Linked DNA regions of Cricetulus griseus: region 1 is linked to region 2. Evidence: chromatin contacts called from public Hi-C data. All regions are on one chromosome and are shown on one strand. The core of a region is the stretch at or near the end of the contact, and the rest is flanking DNA. Distances in the headings are between cores, read along the strand shown. Region 1 holds the start of Znf462 (zinc finger protein 462). Region 2 overlaps Znf462 (zinc finger protein 462).

What was found. Hi-C and Micro-C count contacts between places; a contact is called where the count stands out from the background.
Region 1: a contact with region 2 is called in a Hi-C map of the CHK-Q cell line, with 4 times the contacts expected there. The contact joins the promoter of Znf462 here to the enhancer-like site in region 2. A contact is called at or near these places in 3 of 8 Hi-C or Micro-C datasets (the CHK-Q cell line, the CHO-K1 cell line and fibroblasts).

The regions. Positions count from the first base shown.
Region 1 is chr2:88,915,766-88,920,284 of CriGri-PICRH-1.0, reverse strand. It overlaps Znf462 (zinc finger protein 462), which reads left to right and starts at 2,447. Exons shown (of 14, transcript XM_027403067.2): 1 at 2,447-2,708.
Region 2 is chr2:88,860,726-88,865,488 of CriGri-PICRH-1.0, reverse strand. The region is part of intron 1 of Znf462 (zinc finger protein 462); the gene reads left to right. Among named protein-coding and RNA genes, the nearest start is that of Znf462, 55 kb to the left of the region's middle. Within about 2 kb of position 3,063, at least 2 of the 6 cell types and tissues checked have open chromatin away from gene starts, as enhancers often do.

The sequences.
Region 1 (4,519 bases), core at 1,198-3,697, 55 kb before region 2:
CAATTGCTATTATTATTGTTGTTGTTATTGTTATTATAATTTTGCCCGGTGCAGAGCTTTTGACAGAAAAAAAAAAGTCAGCTTTTTATTAAAGACAAAGAGGTAAATTATCAGTCGGGACGGCGCAAACCTGGCGCGCTTCCTCTTGTGGCCACGAGGAATTGATGGGGAGCGGCGGTCAGCACTCAGACACCCTTGGGGTCCCGGTGGGGAGGAGCTCCGGACAGACAGACTTGTTCAGGTCCCTCTAGCACCTGGAAAGAAGCGAGTCCTCCCCCTTTGCACAAAGCCAGGAAGATTTTACTGCGAAGCAGTCTTACCGATCTTCCTCTCCTTTTTCCCTCTGCTTTCTTTGACTCCAGGCTCCCTTTCGCCTGAGTCCTTTCTCCTCGCTTTTCTCTCCCTGACCCCCCTCCCCCGCGCTTCTCTTCCTCCCCCTCCTTTCTTCGCCACCGCACGCGTAGTGTCATTTATTTATTTATTTATCACCCCCAGCCATCAACACCCTTTTAGGGCTCCCGAGCTTTTCAATGTGAGTGGGAGGAGAAAAGGGCAGGAAGTGTTGACTGGAAAGGGGTTAGATCGTGCGTCAGGGTGAGACATTCTGCCCTGGAATACACAATCGGGAAAATCTTGGGAAATGAGGTTTTTAGATGTGCTTAGGAAACGCCGCTATCCGATGGGAACCAACTTCGTGCGCGTCTTCTCTGTTTTTATTGTATGGGTTTACCGGTCTAGCTGCCCCGACTGTGGGGGAGGGGGGACGGGGCGAGTATTAAAGAGGACAATCTCGCCCAGGATCCTCCACACCGCGCCTTCACCGGATGCGCGCTCCTCAATGCGAAGGAATCCAGCAACAACCCCTAATTCAGAGGCGGACAAAAGAAACTTTAATTAAGGTCCCTGCCCCGCGCGCTGCGCTGCGTGCTTTTCTCTCCTGGGGCTGTAGATGTCCAACTAGAGCATCTGAGAAATAGAAATGGTACCGTACACCAGCCCATGCCCTTGAACTTCAATTGCTCCTGACTTGCTGCATTGATTTTTTTTTTCTTGTACTGTAGTGCCCCCCCTCCATCCTAAATCAAATTAAAGCCTTAGGAGATCTTTGACCTGGTGAGAGAGGGAGTGGAAACCCACTTCTTTGAAAAAGAGATAGTTCAGAGTGATTTGGGGGGAAATTACACAAAATAAAAATTCAAGGTGTGATGCTTCAGCTTGGCTCTCTTGTCTTCAACATCATGACACCTTATCATTAGGAGCGACGATTGTTACTTTCCAAGCCTTTAGATGATCAGTCGGAAAGTGCAAACAACGCGGGGCGCGAGGGTGGAAAGTTATTTAAGTACTACACCCCCCCACACACACACCTTGGTGCGCCGTCAAAACATTTCACAAGTTCGGAAAAGAAAGTGGTGGCTTCTAGATAAAAATGATGGGCTCCTTCTTCTCCTTTTCGTATCAGAAGAGACATAAACCGCACAATGAGCCTTTATTTAGAGGGCGACGACTTAAAAATACATGCCAGTAATGGACAACTTGAGCCCTTCACTGGAGATACACTGCAAGCTGGAAAGGAATTAAAAAGCCCCACGTGGTTGATCTGGGTTTAGACTTGCAACCTTCAGTTCTTCATCTCTGTTCTTTGCAAAGATTGGCCTCTAGATGGATTCATTTGAGGGACCCTTTAGAGCCGGGGCTGGGCGCCTGGGGCAGGGCTGATGGTGCGAGCAGAGCAGGGTTCTCACTGGGGGCTTGCTCCTCTGGCCAGGGAGGTCGGGCGCCTCCGGGAGGCGAGCGCGCACGCCCGGAGCCCGGCGGTCGCGCTCCTCGCGCCGCCTTTTCCGCAGGTCTTTATTCATCTCATCTCTCTCTTCCCCTTCTCCTCCTCCTTTGCCTCCTTCTCCTCCTCTTCCTCCTCCTCCTCCACCACCACCACCACCACCACCTCCTCCTCCTCCTCCACCGCCACCTCCTCCTCTTGCATCTCACTGGCCTGGCTCTGTGTTGTTCAGAGTGACAAAGACAATGTCCCAGCCTTAACTTTGCAACCACCTTGCCTCCTTCTGGGGTTCAGCGCGGGAGGGGGGCGGGCAGCAGCCGCAGCTTCAGCATCTCCTCCAGCTTCTCCTGCGCTTCTCCAGCTCTTGGATAATTCTTCGTATTTCCCCCCCAGCCCTTTTCTCATTTCTTTCTTTCTTTCCCTTCCTCTCTCCTGCACGTTGTTGTTATTAGAAAGGCTTCGCGCACCCCCTGGTGCTCTGGCGTTTTGTGTGGCAGGAGAAGATTGTCTTCTCTCTTTCTGTCTTGCTTTCTCTCTCCCTCTGGTTGCTCATTATTCAGAGAGAGACACAGAGGGAGGGAGAGAGAGAGCGCGCGCGAGGGAGAGGGAGGAGAGGAGAGAGAAGAGCAGAGAGAGAGAGAGAGAGAGAGAGAGAGGGGAGAGAGAGAGAGAGTGAGAGGAGAGGGAGGGAGGGAGAGGGGAGAGAGACGGATATCTCAGGTCATCTGCAGCTGCAGCGAGTCTGAGGAGCCGTGGAAGGCAGGGAAGATGGCGATCCTCCATTGCTGAGACCCGGCAGAAGCACATGAGACTCCCAAACAACTTCCACAACAATAACCCGAGCAGGAAGAGGAGAAAGAGAAAGAGGATAAGGAGGCGGTGGGGCTGGAGAACCCGAAGCACCTCCCGGCGCCGGGACGCTTCTTCTGTAAGTTACTGCAATTAACCACCACCTCCGGGGTGGTCTGAGTGCTCCGGGGAGGAGAGCGCGGGGCGGTGGAGGCACAAACGCGCTCATTCATTCGGCCAAGGAGGGCTGGCGGCGCGGGGAGGAGAGGAAGTCCCCTGCATGGGCTGGCTATGAGGAGAGAGGAGAAGAAGCTAAAGAGAGGAGAGACCGAGGAGGAGGAGGAGAAGGAGGAGGAGGGGGAGGAGGGAGAGCAGCAGGGGGAGGAGGAAGAGGAGGAGAAGAAGCTAGGGAGGAAGAGGAGGAGGAAGAGGAGAAGGTGGTGGTGGTAGCTGTGGAGGTGGCTGTGCTTTTCCTGCTGGCTGCTCCTTCTGCCTTCTGCTGGGGGGGGGGAGCCCTGTGGCTTAATTAATTTCGTGTAGTTCTGTGAAGAGAAGAGAGAGAAATGAGATGAGTGAGAGGAGAGAGCTGGAGGCTTAGGACGGATGCTCCGAGTGTGGGGACAGGAGTAGGGACAGAGAAGGGGGGCGGAGGGCTGGAGGCCAGGAGAGACCTGAGCCCGAGCCAGAGGGAGCAAGCGAGGGGTCAGAGGAGGGAGCGCTCGGAGCGAGCGGCCCCGACCTGAGCGGGTTGACCTCTTTCTTTCTCTGTCCCTCTGCTTCCTTTCCCCTCCTCTGTCTGCCTGTCCCCCGCCCGATGGCAAAGCCGTGCGGATTGGCACCCCCCTCTTCCTCAGGTATTTGGCTCTCCTCTCTCTCTCTCCTCTCTCCTCTCCGAAGTTGGGATGCGGGGTCGGGATGTGTCGAGGGGGTGGCTGCAGCCGCCGCTACTGGGGAGGAGAGAGGCGACGAGCGGGGGGCCGCGGGCCGGGTGGGGGCGCAGGTTGAGGGACAGCTGAGGAGCTGTCTCCAGGCTGAAGGTTCAGAAGCGTCTGGTTGGAGGAGGACAACGGTTTCTGGAGAGGAGAAGCCATTACACACGCTTGGCTCCTCTGAGGCTGGGAGAAAGGAAGGCAGGGGCCTGGAGGGGGGGCGTCTCACTCCTGGTGCGGTTCCCAGGGGTCTGCCCTCCCTCCAGGCACGGGGGGGAAGCCGCAGCCGCCCCCCATTGGAGCAGCCCCTCTCTTTCCCTTTCTTTATCTCCCTGTCCTCCATTTGCAAGCTGTCTGCTTTGGTTCCAGTCCAGACTCCAAAACACAAAGCTCCTTCTCACGTTCATTCTCCAGGCTGTTCACCATTCCTGAAGGAACCCTGGTTTTCTTTTCATTGTGGCTCCTAACCTACAGAGAGGGAGGGGAAGAGGTTGCCTGGAGTTTCTTTTATATTCCTCCCCAACCTTAAAAAAAAAAGAAGAAGAGAGAAAAGAAAAGAAAAAAGTTTCATTTTTAAGCACGCGCCTGGGATGGGAAAAGACCAACCAGTTGGGGCTTTCTCCAGGGCTCCCGGGGGTTGTGTCTGAGTGTCTGTGTTGGCTGTTTGGCTTGGTTTGGTTTTGTTTCTGGAGGTTGCTTGCAGGTTTGGGGAGGGAATTGACTAGTTGGGTTGAGAGCTGGGAACTGAGTCAGGTAAGCCTTGTCATGCTGTAACTCCACCAGAAAATGGAGGAGAGCGGGCTTCCAGGAGACAAAGCTGGGATGAGAAGTGTTTATAAAATTATGGATGTCTCCATTTTGAAGCTCTCTTGGTGATGGCTGGAGGAAGAGGCATGCCTGCCTACTCCTTCTCCCTCTCCAGAGGGAGACCTTTTGGTGGTTCCTCGCTATCTATTCATTAAGCAAGGGAATGAGGGCTTTTAAGGGTTCCTCAGATTTTTCTCCTACCCAACGAGCGCTT
Region 2 (4,763 bases), core at 1,814-4,313:
ACAGAATGGCTTAGATCATGTAGCAAACTGTATAAACATTTGATAGGACATTTGAAGGCACCACCTGCTGAGGCACGATCTATACTGCTACCAAATGCTGTGGGATCAATGAAGGGAGCCTGGTGTTGGTATCCTTTGTTTTTGTTTTCTTAACTAACACAGGAATGGCACACACACCAGCTATACTGATTTAGAACAGGACTGCCCTAAGTCTTGCTAAACCACCAGAGATCAAGATCTCTATCTGAGATCAATTTAAACCTACAAAATTAGCTAGTTCACAAATGCAAACTCATGTATATATAATATACATATACAATATATACATATAAAATATATGCTCATATAGTGGCATAGCCTATATTTATATTTGTAGCTTCCCTCTCTTACTACTGTTTCTGAAAGAGATACCACCTCTGATTCCATCTAAGTACTGTTGAGAAAGAGTCTTTAAATGGTTTTTAAGTAAGCAGAACTTTCACTTTGGCCACAGCAAGAGCACATGATTAATAACGATACAAAACACCCCTCACTGCCAAGAATAACAACCCTGAATTTACAAGTTTGTCAGTTAGCATTTGACTTCTCTTTATTCTTAGGTTATGGACTTGTTACTAGAAATATCAGCCTAATACATCTCCTAACCTGTTGACCTCATTGTATGAATAGCCTCTGACCTGTAAATACAGTTTTTCAGGGTGGTGGTTAGGTTGCTGATTTTTCTGTATTTCTGGTCCGACTGTTAAGCATTCATTCTATTACCCATCTTCTTGGATAATTCCTGTTTCCACTCAGAGGAAAGTAAGAAAGGCAAAGACAAATAGCAGGTGTTAACTCAAGCCCTTCATTAGAATTGTGACTGAGGAGATCTGGGGAGTTAGGTGTCTTATAAATGAAAGTAGGTTTCTGGAGTGGACAGAGGAAAAGCACCTTCTGGTATATCTGGATCTGGTTCTCAAAGGCTTTGAAGGTTATAATTAGTTGCTACTTAATCACATGGCTGTGGGGCTTCACAGCTTCATTTCTGATCTGCAGTGCTGTGGTCAGAGAGGATTAGACAGGCAGGGCCTGGGTGTATTCATTTGGTCACTTCCTGGAGACAGTTGAACCTTGACTTGAGGACCATCTTATACTCTTGGCCATCAAGCTAGAAGAGTAGTGTTTGCCAAGCTGACCTGGACAAGGGTTGAAAGTGTCAGGCTCTTGAGAAGGCTGTGAAGCGGCAAGGACACCTCAGGTCTCCAGTGACACGTGAGCTTGGAAGGATACAAAGTGACACTGCTTTGACTGCTTTCTTTTTCCCAGAAGGAAGAGTGTGTGTGTGTGTGTGTGTGTGTGTGTGTGTGTGTGTGTGTGTGTGTGTGTGTGTGTGGCCACAAAGGACCCTGGAGTTCTCAGCACCAGTGGGTGAGCAACAGGATCAATGCAGATTAGTGTTGAGATGCAAAGTGCAGGATGTGTCCACACCACCCTTTTCCTCATTCCAGTGTGTGTTTTCCAGATCTCTAGTGTGGACTATGAACACTCTCAAGGATGTCTTCAAGACATTGCTAAACATAGACAACGGACTTGAGAGTTTCTCATCCAAACACTACACTTTGAACTCATTAAGTATGAAGTGAAGAAGCCATTTGATAAAACTAGTTTGAGGATGAGAAAGGATGGTTTAAGGATTTCCTGTACAGAGAACTGGTCACTGAGGTGAAGGTTATTTTAGAATGGAGTCTCCTCACATCACAGTTATTATCACCTATTAGAAGTGGAACTATCTGAAGGAAGCGTATTTGGTCTTAAGGGGCCTGGAGATATGGCCCTGGAAGGGGCAGGTAGTGGGAGATGGGGACATCTTTTGGGTTTATATATCGAGCTCCTGACCTTTAAGAATAACATTTCTTTTCAGTTAGTTCAGAAACTTGCATTTCTCCTCTTAATTGTGTTGGTTTGGAAAGTGAGAAAAAGATTGATAATCTCATAATTGTGGGTGTTATTAAATGAAGGAAATATGAGAGCAAGGTTTTTTGCTTGAGATCATTGTCTTATAGCAGACACTTTCTAAGTTAGCCTCTTACAGCCGTTGCCCCTCCGAGTCGACAAACAGTCAAATACACAGACTTGAACGTGTCATCTTTCTTTCCCATGTTGTTGCCTTCTTAGAGGATTATGCTCTGCTCCAGAAACATACTTATTGATTGATGGATGGATGGGTCATTCCCAGGTCCCCTTTGCTTGGTAGCTGTCCTTTCCTACTTCTCCTGCTCTTGGTTTTTGCATGTGTGTACTTCTACAGTCTCATAAATATATCAAGTTACTTGGATTGTTTGGGCCACGCCAGCAATTTCTGTTTTCTTCTCCTGTCAGCATCTTCAGGAGAGCCGTGTACACAAAGACAAAATGGCTTTCAAAGTGGGCTACATTCTCATTGCAGTATTGGTGCAGACATCAAATTGAAGGCCACTCAGCTCTACCTGCTGGTGGTTGTATGAGCTGCCTGGAGATTAACCTCTTCTAAGGCTCTGAGCTATTTTTGAGGTCAAGACTGCAACAACATTAAAGCTAGAACCCATTAGAAAATCACTTTCATCATCTCTTCTTTTTCCAAATCAGTGGCTCTTTTTTTTTTCTTTCTGATCTCATAACCCTTTAATCTCCTTTGTAGCTGAACAAGGAGACAGTTAGTGTTTGCATCCAATGAGGTTAGCATCCTTGAGAGATAACAGCTTCAGAAGACACCAAGATTATTAGAGGAGTGTTTGGAGAGACGAACTTCATCTCCATGTTGGACTGCCTCCATGCTGAAGGTGTTCCGCTCTCCTGGTGCAAGCATGGGCCATTTTTGTGGATGTTTTGCACAAACCAGGCTCGAAGTCTCCAAAAGAGACACAGCAGAAAGCCCTTTGTTGCATTATTTCTAAAGGCTTGAAGTTTGGAAGGGAAGGGATTTTGTTTTCCTCTGAGCTACACAATGGAGCTTTCACAGAACCTCTTTAAAAAGGAATAGCTACAGCCTTTGTGTTGAAGGGTGTGTCTTTTGGCAGGGTCTGCTGATGCAGACAGACTGGCTGGTGATTAACAAAGGTCATTAGACTTTGGAATCTGGCTAGCAGCCTCGGATGGTATGTCTTCTGTGTGTGGAAGGAAGACTCCCAAGAAACCAAGGCATTCTGGAGGTCCCTTCTCCAGGACACCCCTAAATCTGGCCCAGGGACATCCTGATCTAACCAGTATTCTGCTGGAACTGATGGGCCAGCCTATCAATCATGGGATAAAAGAACCTTTGGAGATCTTGGTGAATGTCATTTGAGGAGAAAGGTGCTGCTTTTCGGGAAGAAATGAAAACAGTTAATTCTTTGTTGGGAAGAGCGGAGCTTAGGAGGAGCCCAGCCTGCCCTTGTAGCGTTTCACTTGTGATTGTCAGCCCAGCAGAATCCAAGAGAAGCCATGTTGTGCACGGAGGAGAAGCTCTGAGCTAAAATGGCTGCTCCTCTAGCTCAGTGGACTAGGGCAGCTTAGAGTCTTAGAGCTTCAGTGACGGTGACGCAGGAGCTCCTATCTCCTGAAAGGGTGATAAACACATTCAGCAGAGCTGTGGCTTGCTTGGCTGAGATGAAAGGACTAAGCTTGGGGGATGGGGAGTGCGTATTGGATGATCTGCTTTTTTTTTTTTTTTTTTTTTTCTGTGAAGTGTTCTAAATGCAGGAGTCGTCGTCTGCACCATGGAAAAATTTGTTTTCAGGTCTAATGGACTGTGCGAAAGGAGAAGTGGGGTGGGGCCTCAGTGACTGCTGTAATTTGATCCAGAGCTGATAGCAACCTCTTCCACACAATTTAGGCTGGTGCTCAGACATAAAAGCTTGTGTATCTGGAATATTGAGACTTAGTTAGCTGAAGGACTCTGGTGCCCAGTTCTATGTTTATTGAAACAGGATAAACTGCTGGGTAAAAGAAGAGGAGGTAAAACATCTCTGTCTCACTGTGCAAAGCTCTGTCCCGAGCTGGACTTCGCCAGAATTTATTTTAGCAGGCTACTGGCAGAAGCATGCTCTCCTACAAAATCCTCACCCCACGGCTCTTTGCACTCCACTGACACATTATGACTAGACTTTGTTCCTCCAGCAGAAATCATGTGACTTTTATTCGAGTTATAGAAAATTGCATCATAAAACGACTTGGCTGCCACTTGAATTCTTAAGACACTTGGTTCTAGATTACAATGACTTAGTAGGGTTTGTGATACACTTCATGAAGTAACTTACTCATTCAGATATTAATTGGGTAACTCCCCAAGGATATATACCAACACTGGAAGAGCTACGACTCCCCAATATACTTTTTGACTTCTTCATGGTAGGACTCTCCCTTGAGCTAGCACGAAGCTTTCCATAGATTTCAGTCACACAGTGAATTACAGAATAAGGCAAATGGACTATGCTTTGCTTTATTCCACACCAGGCCCACCAGCTGACTTTGTTATTGTTGTTTTGTATAGGATAGGAGTAGAAAAGGAAAGCCCTGTCTCAGAAACCCCTCTTCAGAACTACTAGTTTCTGTGGTCGTAATGCAAACCCAAGTGCCAAAGTACAATCTTAAACCAGAAACTGAATTGTCATCTAAAGTTGGTTGCTTGGAAATCTCATGAGAAATATTTTATGACCTAATTAGACTGGAGAAGCTGTTAGGTTTTAATTGGTAGGTAGTAAAAGAGCAAATAACCACTTACCTCATGGCAGGGTAGAGCTACACTATTTGGGGAAAGGAAGAAAGAT